Linked DNA regions of Mus musculus: regions 1 and 3 are each linked to region 2. The links are chromatin contacts, called in public promoter capture Hi-C maps. All regions are on one chromosome and are shown on one strand. The core of a region is the stretch at or near the end of the contact, and the rest is flanking DNA. Distances in the headings are between cores, read along the strand shown.

Region 1 (4,585 bases), core at 557-3,056, 1.9 Mb before region 2:
AGCCTGGTCAGATGACACATAACTGCAGGCCAAGGAAGCAAATGTAAATGCGCCTTTCAGTTGTCTTCTTGCATGAGAATGCAGTGTGAAGTCACTTGAGTAGGTTCAGTAGGTCTTAGGGTAAGTGGTTTGTTTAACTCCCCAGGCTAAACGCTAGGGAAGATGGGACAAAACTCGAAAGGATAGGCTCTGTCAGGGTGCGTTTTAGATTGGACAGATGGTTTGGTAATCTGTAAATCAATTTGGTTTGTTGTTTGTTTGTTTGTTTGTTTGTTTGTGGCAGGATGTCTATTTAGCCTAGAATGACTTGAATCTCAGCATCTCACTGCTACCTTGCCACCACCAATCCGGGCTAGTATTCTTTGAAACGGATGGTCTGCTTTTTCTTTAAGCTACAGGAACAGAAAAAGAGTTGGGGGAGGGGACACAATGAAGCAGAGTCTCACTAGGTAACTCTGGCTTGCTTGTTGTATGTAGACCAGGCTAGTCTTGATCTCACAGTGATCTGCCTGATTCTGCCTCCCAAGTGCTGGGATTAAAGCCATACACCACTAGGCTGGGGCCTAAATTTTTAAGTAACTGTTTAAAAGGTTAATTTCCTTTTCTGATTAGACTTTCAGCTTAGGGAATGGAGACTGTTGTTGAAGCACTTTTAAATACAATTAGCTCTTTCAACAACTGAAGCAAAGCACATCTCAAAAAAGGCTGCAGGGACCCGGCTTGCCTAGTTCCAGTAACAATTAGCAGCCCTCAGCACTCTGTTTTAACCGGATTTTTTTCTAAGCATATTATTCTTTTCTTTTCACCAAACGTTTAGGTCTCAGACTCTGACACTAGAGGGCAAATGGAAGATTCTCAGAACAGAAAGCTGCTACTTAAACACCTTCTGAGACTAGAATAGGTTCAGGGGGCACTTCTGTGGGCCAAAAAATTAAAAAAAAAATAATAAATAAGGAGACACCTCAAGTTTCAGTAATAAAGATAACGAATGGTTTGGTTTGGTTTTCTATGTAGCCCTAAATATCATCTTTGAATTACAAATCCATTAAAGTCACTGTTTTTCCTCTGGGTGACCTCTGTTATTACTGACTTCCCGCGTGGCCCCTTTTAATTCTTGCTAGATTCTCTCCAGGCGGAGTACTAGCTCTTTTAGAAGGTAGGCGGCCTGCAGTGGAGTCCTGCTCTTCCAGGTCCCGGATTTATTGCTACTCTCCACCTGAGGGAGGCGCGCAGTTCTGGCACCCTTCTAAAGCCAGGACCACAGTTCAGCATTGGCGGGAAGTTCTCACGACCAGAAACGTTCCCTACTCTTTTTCTGGTCTCTAAACGGGTGAGCCTGTCACTCCAACCTCGCCCTTTTGCTAACTGGGAAAGACTGGAGCTTCTGGCTCAATCCAGTCTCAAAAGGGCCCGCCACCCCGCGCGAAGAAGGAAGGGGGGTGGAGATCGTGGGGGGAAAAAAACCAACTGTTTGAGCTTTCGCTTGTCGTTCTAACTTAAAAAAAAAGGTGAAAAGGCAAGAAAACTGGATTTCCTGCTGGTCACGTTGGAGCACTAGGCGTCTGCTAAGTGCGTGGACTCCGGCACCCTAGAGGCAGTCAAAGCCGGCAGCATACGAGGGCTTCGGGCAAGTTCGCGGGCCACGCCTTCCGAACCGGCCACCTCCCCTCATTGGCCTGACAGCCTGTCACTCCAACCTGGCTCCCACTTCGGGTAACCATTCACGTAGTTTGGTTGCGTCTTGGCGTGTTTAATGTTGCCAATAACGAGAGATTTTTTTTAGGGGGAGGGGGGACGCGAGTACATATCGTGCTGCAATTAGTTCATTGAAAACTCAGTCGCTCGCGGAGCGGTCAGGCAGAGACTCCTCTCGGCTTTTTTCCCTCCTGCCTAAGGATCTCCAACGGAGAGCTGCAACAATGCCCAAAAGAAAGGTAAGTGAAATGGGAAGATAGACGGGATATTAGCTGCCGAAATACATATTTCCTACCGCAGAGATTTGTATCTTTTTGAAAGATCATTTTGGCTTCTAGTTTGATTTTATGATGTCCTGAATGGAAGGCGAGGGAAAGGTAGCGATCCGTCTGTGTTTGGTTTCAGAAGGTCTCGTATGCAACTGGTAGTTCACTTTTGGCTTGTTTTGTTTAAGGGAGAGAATCGTTTGAGAGGTGTCTCCATGCTGAATTACAAACAGCCATAGCGCTGTGCTGTCGCTTCCTACCCCACCCCCCTTCCTCCGCTTACCCTATTGGAGAACTCTTCTCCCAACCACACTTCCAGCGCCAGCTTCCTCCTCTACCTCCCGTTTTTCTCAGAGAACCATCCCGTTTGGGGGAACGAAAGCCCTGGCTTTCTCTTGTTTTTTGCCTTTGTTCTTTCCGTTTTCTTTTTTTCCTTTTTCCCCCCTCTTCCCTCCTCCACTTCTTGTCATGCCAGATGGCTATGCAATGGTAATCCTGTGCCATTAGGCGGCGCAGACTTCAAACTGTCCTAGAGAAGGGAGAGATTCACCGCTGTAATTAGAAACTTTAGATCTGAGAGATTTGGCACTCTCGGAACTCTCTAGTTAAAGGTGGAAAGGTGATTAGAGAGCCGCGTCCGAGAAACTACTAACAGCGTTGGATGGTGGGGTGGCGTGAGATTAGTTCACTTTAGACATGGGGAGTTGATCCGAGCTACCAAGGGCTACAGGTCTTCTGTAACCCTTCACTTCAAAATTCCTGTCTCCGCGCACATATAAGTTGAAGCTCGGTGTTTGTGTGTTCCTCCACCACCCCTCCCCCTCCCCCGAGTATCTTACAACTAAAATGGAATGCTATTTCATTGCTTGGTGAAATCATAAAATGAAATACTGTGTTAATGTAAAAGCCTTATGATTGTTTATATATTCTTGTGAATCCGTCCGCCTTCCGTATTCCTAGAACATAGAAATGAGGCTGAAATTCCTCAGTGCTCTGGGGCTGTATCATTGAAATAATAGCCTGGTAATTCCCAGGGTAAAGGGCTACTCAGATACCGAAAGCAATTGTTTCTAATCACCACCCCCCTTCCCGAGACTCCTGCCGCCAGGCTCTTTTCGTCTTGTGCAATGGATCTTGCTATTTTGCAGAGCTGACAGCAACCTTGTAGCAGGTAGTGGCGGGAAGTTTTAAAATCCGCCTCCTGCTTCTCTGAACAAAACGTTAACGTTAGAACAAAGACCTCCTTCCTTGAAAGTATGGTGGGACTGTTGTTTTGTATGCAGAACTTGAGGAGGAAAATAGTCCATAATCAGTAGAGCTGGTCAGATAGATACAATTGCATAGCAAACATAAGGCAAGAAAGGGAAACTGCAAGAAGCTCCGCCTTCCTTCGTCCCGCCCAACCCTTGTTTTGGCTTTAACATTAGAGCAGGTGGATTTCAAAATGAAAATGGTGTGTTCTTAAGAGGCCTTATTTATTCAAAAAGGTTACACTGACTCTTTGTAAACAGGTCTTAAGCATGACCTTGCATCTTGGTCCACGTTTCATATTACTAAAACAGTAGGTGTTGAAGAGGGGCTAGAAGCAGCACGTGGTTGCTGGACCAGGAGCCCAGGGAAAAAGTCACAAGTGTCTAAAGTTGGCGACATTTTCTGCTCTACATGTTTATATTGATGATCCTCTTTCTTTCTTTCTTTCTTTCTTTCTTTCTTTCTTTCTTTCTTTCTTTCTTTCTTTCTTTCTTTCTTTCTTTTTTTTTTTTTTCTCCCCCTACATAGGCTGCAGGTGATGTGAGCCAGGAGGTGAGTGTCTTTAGTTTGTGAGTTTCTCTGGGGGGAAAAATGTACCCATTTTAGAAACTAAAGACACATAACTAGGTAAAAATGCTGGTAGTTATATTTGTACCACATGAGCACTAATGCTGTGTCTAGTGCTGTGTCAAAGTACACTAAAAAAAAAAAAAAGATAGATGTTTTGCCTTTCGGACCCTACTGTGCTTGTCATAAAATCCAGAGAGCACCTTCTTAGGCTCAAATTCTGTTTTGTCAGTCAATTGGTGAGCAAGAAGGTATATTTTCATTTTAAAATGTGCTCCTTGGAAATAGCCATTTTGCTGATTTATCGCAGTGAAAGAAGCTTGCCATGAGATTTTATTCCCTTTAACATATGAAAGGTTTAGGGGTTGGATCAGATATGTCTATGACATTTCTTAACAAAATTTATAATCATTTCCTTAATAGCAACATTTACATAGTGCTACACCAAATATTTTCTCAGGAAAAATGATTCTAAATTGTATAATCATAATTCTTTTGGCTATTTTTTTTTCACTTCCAGCCAAAGAGAAGATCAGCCCGACTGTCTGCTGTAAGTGATGTTTATAAAATGCTGCCCATGTATCATGGAATCGAGTTTTTAGATTTGGGAAAGCCTGCATAATATTATGTTTAATACAGGGGTTATTTGGAAGGTTTATGGGAGAAACTTTACACATTAAGGAAAGGGTTCTTTTCCTAGTGCTTGGTTTAAATCATACTTATGGATTTCATTGTTAGTGCTCTTTCTTCGAATATGATTTCTACCTCGTTTCTTATATAATGACATTTTCTGATGCAGATGCCTG
Region 2 (4,317 bases), core at 1,648-4,147:
CCCTTACCTTGTTTTCAATTACTTAGTATGTTTTAAAATGTAGACCTTCCTGGTTTGTAAAAAAAAAAATCTACCAACTACCAAAAAACTCAGCCTATAAACTCATTAGCTAATTTTTCACTAGCTTAACCTTTTGCCATGATTAGAATCACTTGTGTCTTAAGAAAGGAGAACTTTGAGAGACCATAAATAACTTCTGGATTAGCTTATTCATAGTGACATTTCTGGTTAAAGGCAGAGAGAAACACTTCCAGTTCAAAGTGTTGTCTTTTTTTTTTTCTTTCCCAGCCTCAGAATAATGTGCCTAGGCAGTTGCCAATTTGTAAGTCTAACTCTAGTGGTATATTATAATTTTATACCACTAGAAACTTCAGGCAAGTATTATTTTTCCAATCTTGAGCAATAAGTTTGACCAAGTGGAAAATGTCTCATGCTCTAGTGAATAATTTCTTTCTCAGCCTTCTAGGACACACACATTCACAGCTGCAGAAAGTAAGACATCAGCACAGAGTCAGCCAACAGAAACCTCTCCCTTCCCCTAGGGTTCTACAATTCAGCAAACATCTAGTCCCTACTAAGCTCCAACTTTGTGTTAAAAGTCTGCTGCTAGGGACACACGGATGATTAATTTCCTTCTTCCCTCATCTAGTCTCAAAAGCCACTTGAACAACTGATCTTTCTTCTCATTAAACTTCCTGGGTGGAGTGGGGGAAGGGGAAACTGTCTGGTGGCGAAAACTCCACCCAGAACTTTAAGTTTTCTGAGGACATCTTTTGTCACAACCCCACCAAAACTGTTTCTAAAGAGGGTCTGTCCAGGGAATGCTGCTGATTTCAGCCCTTCTTGAGGTTCCCAGAGCTTTGCAGCTTCTTAGCCTGCCTGGATTTCATATACTGGCCCCAGTATCAGTCACTTTGGAACAACTTTGCTATAGGAAAAAAGCCCCACCCATACTTGTGGTCAGGGAGATTAGGCAAAGCTTTCTCAATAGCAGACAGTATGGTGCCGCTTGGCAACCATAATATACACATAGTGCCATTCTGTGAGTCACGCTCATGTAGTCTACAGCTGTTAGTTTCATTTTGTTACTGGAAAAAAACAGTAGTACAATAAAGCATTTATCCTAAATTTTTACAGAAAAAAACTCCATTTGGACAATTTTTTAAAGGTGCTATTTACTATCTTCAACACTTCACTCTGGGGAAAATTAAATATGTACAAAATACACTGATTTCCTCATCTCAGGAGAAGGAAAATGTTGATGTAAATAGGTTTTATTTATATTTTCCTAATAAATACATTAAACATATTTTACTAAGGCTTACAATCTCACATAAAATCATGTAATTTTACACACGTGGATAATTTTACATATAGAAGGATCAAATTCCACATGTGAAATTAGCAGACTTTAAAAAGAACACGTTTTTTTAAAACCACAGAAGGAATTCCTTCTAAAAAAGACAGCAAAATGTTTGGAACGCCTTCTGAAAATGCTTCCCATGTTCTCAAATTAAAAATACATCCAAAGAAATGTTCATCGTAAGCTGAGAATCAGCCCCATTGAGACTCGACAGCTGTGCTAAGTTCTAGGGCTTGATGAAAATCCTTTTGTGCTATTTGAAGCCATCACATCCCACCGGAAAATGCATGCATGGAAAATGTCCCAATCTGAGAAAACATGTCAAGTCTCATCTTATGAAAAGATTAAGGCACTTAGATGCATTTACTACTTGAATGCTGCTTTAATTTGGTTGACACAAACCATGGGTTTAAAATTGTAAGTTTATTTTCTCCCGTTGGCTCACACTAACAAAAATGCATTTAATGAACCACAATCTCAATTTTAACACAGAATTGTTAGAAGCAATGTTTACTACAAGTCTGAACCCCTGGTTTTTGTCAGTGGCATGCTAAATTGTAGAGAAAGGAGCTTTCTATCTAGACAGCCACATTTCCTCTCAGAAAGCATGCAGCAGTTTCAGCGAACATTTTAACCACTTAAACTTATAAATAGATATTACCTCACTGAAGTCTCCATTCTTCATAACAATATATCCCCCCAAAGGTAAGATATTAGCAGACTCAGAATTAAGTTTTCAGTGGAAGCAGCAGAAAATCACACTGTCGTTTTCAATTCACAGAGGCTTTTTAGTTCTATTTTTGAATGTATGAAGAGAAAGCCAAGAACCTTACCCTTTCTACCCAGATATCCTGTAGTGAACTGCAGGCTTTTACAGCTAGAAGAGGAAGTAACGTAGTTTATTCAGCAAAACAGGAAAAAAAAACAAAATCGTTTACCTCTAATGGGAGGTAGAACTGTCTGTCAGCATCACTCAGTTGTTTGGGAAAGCCTTTGCCTCAGAGGATATTGTGGGCAAAGTAAATTCAAATTTTGGCTTTGATAAATTCAGAGTTTCCATGATTTGTACACTTCTTCAATCAGGAACAGAGTATCTGACTTTAATTTGCCACGTATTACAGTCGTTGTCTCAGTCTATTCTGAACATTTAAATTGTGGGCTATGCAAAAAGCCAGTTTAACTGTTAGAATTTTATTTACCATTGAAAAATCAATTCTTATGTTTATAAAATCCTAATTGCGTTTTTACAGAAAGCAGTAAGTATCAATTTTATATTGATTCCCCATTTTTTCCCATCATATTTAATTCCTTACCATGGCTTCTTTCTGCTGCAATCTTCCGGCATCTACTTCTTAGAGAAATCCATTCCCAGGACTCAGAAGGCTACTATCTAGCTAACTACACCACAGTTTCCTAAACTTATAAAAGATACTGTGCTTCTAGATATCATTACATCCCATGACTACAATGGCTAATGTTTCCATCTAAAGACATAAACGGTCATGTGCCTTTGCTATGGTACTTCGAAAGAGAATGTGTCAAGAATGCACTGAGCTTCCTGCTATGCACACGCCCAACTTATTCTATCATCATCTTTCTTCTTCCTTTTTTCCCCCCCTTTCTATGAGCATGCAGGCATATGTCTGAGTCACATATGATTTTCAGGCTGGCTATATGAGGTCAATATTTCCAAATTAGCTACATTTTGCCATATTGTCTGTTTTAGGAATTAAGCAATGGTAATAATAAAAACTTCTTTGGGAGTTAGGACAAATCTTATTGGTCACCCAAATGGAAGAATTTGAAATCACCAAAAAGGTGGTGATTAGTAAGGTCACATAAAAGAGATGACCTAATGTGTGATTTGTGGTCTTCTTTGAGGTTAAGAATTGTGTCTTCATATACTTAAACAATAGTAACACATTAAGTTCTTAAAATTATATTGTAAAGATATTATTAGGGTAGCTTTAAGCATATCTGGAGAAGAAGTGAAATGCCTGAAAAGCATTACAGTTTCTCAGAATGGATTGGTAAGGATCTCAAATACAACCTTTTAGGATTTTGTAATCTTATAGCCCCACTAAAATGGTTAGGTAGTAGTCACTTGCAGACTTTCATTTAAAAACATGAAGTAAAACAAAAGCAAAGCTTTGGAACTGAAAGTTCCTCCTTAGTGACCTTTGTTTTACTCTTTTAAAGTTTCAGTAACTAAGACACTATGAGGATCCCTGGAAATGTATTTTATTCTGTACCTTTCCCTTTTCATATAGCAGTTTCTATTTTCTTATATTATATCAGGAAAAGCAAATGAGGATGATGTTGCTATGAGGCATGAAGCCTCAAAAGGAAAAAAGAAGTAATTACCCTAAAAAGTAAAGCAAGCAAAGCCAGAATTAGTACCTGGATATCTTAGATTCTTTCCTATTGCTGTGATAAAATACCCACAAAAGCAACTTATGGGAGAAAGTTTTTGATCGGTTTTGTTTTGTCCTCACTCATAGTTTAATGTGCAATGCTCTAAGGCAAGGGAACCAAAGGGGCATAAGTTAGAAGTGACTGGTTATATTATATCCAAAATCAGCAATGGATGTGTGCCTTCCTCTGCACCTTTTCACCGTAATAAGCAAATTAGACTATTATCCTTTCATTCAAATGCACTCAGGGACTCAGAAGATAGGTAGCATGAGGCTAGATTTCTGACCAAATTACCACTCAAATTACCAGTACTTGAGAGATAAGAGTCCTTGTTCCCTGCCCCCCTTGAAACCTGATGAACCAGGCGACTGCTGGCTACATCTCTTAACAGGTTTTTTTTTTTTTCTTTCAAACTCCAATTGGAGGGACTCATTAGAGATTCTACCTCATACCAGTTAGAATAGCTAAGATTAAAACTCAGATGACAGCAGATGCTGGCGAGGATGTGGAGAAAGAGGAACACTCCTCCATTGTTGGTG
Region 3 (4,082 bases), core at 384-2,883, 1.7 Mb before region 2:
AAAGGCGTGTGCCACCACACCTGGCTAGTAGTAATTTTTAATATTAGTATGGTAGAGAAAAATATAAACTGTCTCCTAGGTCACTGTTAAGGATTAAATGAGTTACAGCAGGCAAAATATGTAGTAATGACTTGGTAAAGGTTAGCTGTTAATTATATTATCTTGAACTATAAAAATTACTATTTCAGTAAGCACCTCACAATTTTGTCCTGAGGTTTTATATTTCTTTTATCTACTTCTTTCAGATACTGATTATACCAAAGATAACCATAGCATTTTACTCTTATGTTGTTATTAATTACTCAATAAAAGAAATTGGCAGAATGAATTGCTAAGGATATGTTAAGTTTATGAATTGAATTAAATTTAATTCTATGCCCAATGTGGTTTAATCACCGAGCTCCCTGAGTCTGAAAACCAAACTCCCACTATAGCCATACATTAATGTGAACCTTCAAATTTGAGTATTTCAAAGCAAATAATGTACACAATTCAAATAGTACTTGTTTTCCCATCATGTTTTGTTTCTATGAATTCTGTTCAAAGTAACATCCTGAGAACGGGATGCTAAGAGAAATTGGGGAAGTGAACCAGTTTCCTCAAACTGTCAATTATTATACAAATCCTTTGATCAAATCAGCGCTGTGCTAAGAGTTAAAGTTATACATGAAAACAATTGTAGTCTCAAGGTAGTGGAAAAAAGACTTTTTGTCAACCGGAGTGGCGACACATGCCTGCCACATGAGCACTAGGGAAGCTGAGGCAGGAAGATTGACATGGAATTCCAGGGGAGCCTTGGATAGATACATAGTGACAGCAAGTCAGAGAATATCACTTCAAAGACAAACCAAACCAAACTATCATTTCTATCCAAATTTCAATGAATAGTTAAGAACTTTAAAAACGTTTTGGCAGAATTTCAAAACAGCGTTCCAACTTATCCTACAGGAATTGAGAAGAAAGAGCTTGTTGACCTTTTCAGAAGGGGGAAACGGCCTCCTCCTTAAAGTGTAAACTTCGCGCGCAATGTTTATCAGAATCAAGGGGAGACTTGATACTACTACAAGAAGTTTTCTAGAAGAATATTATTCCCTTGCTCATCAGGTAGGCGCAGCACTTTCTTTTGGCATGCTGTTCCTTGTTTGAAAACAAAACCTTGCAGTAGCTAGCGACTTTTTCTTGGGGTAGAGAAAGAACAAACAAACCAAATCCGTTCGGTGACCCAAGGTAAGCTAGATCATGTCAGTCCCTCGCCAGTTTCTCTTGATCATGTCTGGAGAGAGGTTCCCTCACCGGAAAGGGTCCGATTGCCCTTACAGGAAGGGTAAGCAACTCCGGAGCTCTAGGACGCCAACGCCACCACAGAGTTTGACGAAGATTGCCAGAGCGTCTGCCTGCATTTAGAACCTCTTCCTTGTTCTCTGGGCAGTAACTAGGCAACCCCAGGCCGGCTTAGCTGCTGGAACTAGGCGGCCGCCTTAGTGCCTCTGGCGGCCAGCCTGGAGCTTTGCAAGCGGCTCCCTTCCCTTTTCCCCCCTCCTTCTTTCTATGGCTCCACCCCTTTCCCCCCGCCCACCCCTCTCCCCCCGCCCACCCCTCGGCGACTTCAGCTCCTCCCTCTCCTTCTCTCTTGCTCTCCTTCCTCCTCCGCCTCCTCAGCTCTTGGGCTAGAATATCTATGGGTCGAAACGTGATGCGATGAATCCGAGAGAGACCGAAACTGGGACGAAGAGTGCGGCGGAAGCGGCGGGACTCCCAAGCATGGGGGCTTCACCACAATAGAGGCAGCGCCCCCACCCGCCCCCGCCAGCCCTCCTGAGCGAAGCCCCCAAACCCCCTCGGGAAAAGGATGGCGGCGGCACCTACCCAGATCGAAGCCGGTGGGTAGCTGAGCCGGGGGCAAAAGGGATGGGGGCTTTGCGCGACTGCTGTCAGATTTTTTTTAAAAAGCTTGTATCTCTTTTCCTTGCCTCTCTCTCAACGTCTCCCCCCACCCCCAACCCCTTCTTTAGAGCTGTATTACCTGATCGCAAGGTTCTTGCAGTCCGGACCCTGTAACAAATCCGCTCAGGTGAGAGGGAAAGGATATCTGGGAGTGTTGGGGAATGGTCCCATTGGGGAAATTGAGGCACTGGGTGAGCAGTGCAGTTGGAGGGTGAGGGAAAGGCCGGCCGCGATTACTCCTACAGTCAGCGGCTGTGTTGGAAGTGGGGAGGGAGGAATGGGTTGGCGCCCCAATCTGCTTTCACATCCCTGTGTCCCTCTTCCCCAGGTGCTAGTGCAAGAGCTCGAAGAGCATCAGGTATGGACCCCTTTTGGGAAGAGGTGGGGAGGGCTGGGGAGAACCTGGAGGAAGGGTAAGGTAGGTCAGGGGCCGAGGGCAGGGGCCCGGAGGGAGCCTTCGAGCTGGACACTTGGGGCTGTTGTCACTTGGGGTAAATCGGGTTCTTTGCTTAGAAGGGGCGGACAACGCAGGGGTCTAAACTCGCTGCCTTTTATTCCTGCGGGAGGTGTTTTTTCAGGATTTCCTTCCCTTTGGCCTGCCCCCCCCCACCCCCAACCCCCGGCACAGCGGCAGTAGCTGTCGGGACTGGAGAAATGAAAATGTTAAAGGGTCTAGGATTAGGCTCCAGGCTGGGTGCTGCTGCTGGGGAGCAGAGGCTTTTCCTTCACCCCCCCCCCTTTTCTTTTCCTCCGGCCCCCAGCTGATTCCGCGCCGCTTAGACTGGGAAGGGAAAGAGCACCGAAGAAGCTTCGAGGATCTGGTTAGTAAACTTTTCGTTTCAACTTAGCCCAACTCTTTTTCCACTCCCTCCCCACCTTGTGCCCCCAACCGCCCCTGGCCCTTCAGCCCTTAGAGCTCCCCGAGCCTGCTGTTCGGTGTTCGAAGGACTGCCCCTTCCCCCTCCCAGCGTGTCGGAAAGGGTACCTTGCCCTGCTCTAGCCTTGCTTATTTTCACCCCAAAACTTTGAAGAATGTGAGTTGGTTTTCAGAGGTGCTGTGTTGTGCTTTAGGACTGTGTTACAAACAGCGGAGAAGGCCCATTGTAGGGGGATAAGGGACAGAAACCAGGGGGTTATCTTGGGGCACGTACCAAGGACTGACGCTGGCCAATGACAGCGTTGGTAACAGCCCGGAGTTCCGGATTAGTGGAAGAAAACTGGTTTCTGGTTGGTCCTGGCTTGAAATACGGGAACTGAGGCCAGGCTTGGGTGTTTTTTTTTTTTTCTAGCTCTCTCTCTCTCTCTCTCTCTCTCTCTCTCTCTCTCTCTCTCTCTTTCTCCTTTTTCTTTCTTTCTTTTTTTTTCTTTTTAGAGTGGAGGGGAGAAGGAATTCAGAAGGGGAACTGACTCATAAGTGAGAAAAACTACATAAATAAAAATACTGAGGACTACTGAGTGAATTCCAAGATTGTTCATCTTTAGATAATGGGTTACTGAATAAAAACATTGTTATATATTTCTAATCTTAAAAAATAGCTAATTAATTCATCAGTAAACTGCATTTGTGCAAATATGTTTTCACTAAAGAAGAAATATGTATTATGACCTTTTTGGGAATAGGTGAACAGGATTTTGGGATTAGGAGACAATGGACATTTTTAAAAAAGAGAATATACTTTAGTTAAGTCTTGAATTGACTCTTGTTTTTTCCATAAATATAATTTGCAATGTAAGTGCACTTTCTGCTCTGCACTGAGACAAAAAGATGATCTTTTATATGTGGGGAAAGAGATTCTACTCTTAGCTACAGAGTTGTATGATGAAAGGAGTGATAATAAAACCTAAATTGAACTCTCTTTCCTCCAAATAAGATCCAAATGAGGAAAAGCATACAAAGTGGACACAAAGTTGGAAGAGTAGTAGACTAAGGCAGACTAAATAAAAAGAAAATAATTGAAAGTTTGCTTGTCAGTAGAAAACAGTTAAATTGCTGTGATGTTAATTTTGAAAACTTTGAGTATTATAAGAGTGAAGCCACATTATTACAGAAGCTACTGAGTTTTCCCTAATATCTTGCAAATCCAAAAATGGTTTAATTGTAATAAGAGTGAATGCCACCACCAGTATTATTAATGGTA

Evidence for each region. Promoter capture Hi-C pulls out the DNA fragments that hold promoters and counts their contacts.
Region 1: a contact with region 2 is called in a promoter capture Hi-C map of pre-B cells, with 3 times the contacts expected there. The contact joins the promoter of Hmgn5 here to the promoter of P2ry10b in region 2. A contact is called at or near these places in 2 of 39 promoter capture datasets (cranial neural crest and pre-B cells).
Region 3: a promoter capture Hi-C map of pre-B cells shows a contact between it and region 2, with 7 times the contacts expected there. The contact joins the promoter of Brwd3 here to the promoter of P2ry10b in region 2. A contact is called at or near these places in 1 of 39 promoter capture datasets (pre-B cells) and 1 of 9 other capture datasets (liver).

Annotation. Positions count from the first base shown.
Region 1 is chrX:109,010,601-109,015,185 of GRCm38.p6, reverse strand. Hmgn5 (high-mobility group nucleosome binding domain 5) reads left to right here and starts at 1,806. Exons shown (of 6, transcript NM_016710.2): 1 at 1,806-1,934; 2 at 3,741-3,764; 3 at 4,300-4,329; 4 at 4,579-4,585. The coding sequence starts at 1,920.
Region 2 is chrX:107,147,507-107,151,823 of GRCm38.p6, reverse strand. P2ry10b (purinergic receptor P2Y, G-protein coupled 10B) reads right to left here and starts at 2,897. Exons shown (of 2, transcript NM_001122596.1): 1 at 2,677-2,897.
Region 3 is chrX:108,831,897-108,835,978 of GRCm38.p6, reverse strand. It overlaps Brwd3 (bromodomain and WD repeat domain containing 3), which reads left to right and starts at 1,633. Exons shown (of 41, transcript NM_001081477.2): 1 at 1,633-1,880; 2 at 2,013-2,071; 3 at 2,273-2,302; 4 at 2,706-2,765. The coding sequence starts at 1,850. 2810403D21Rik (RIKEN cDNA 2810403D21 gene) reads right to left here and starts at 1,501. Exons shown (of 5, transcript NR_015493.2): 1 at 1,294-1,501.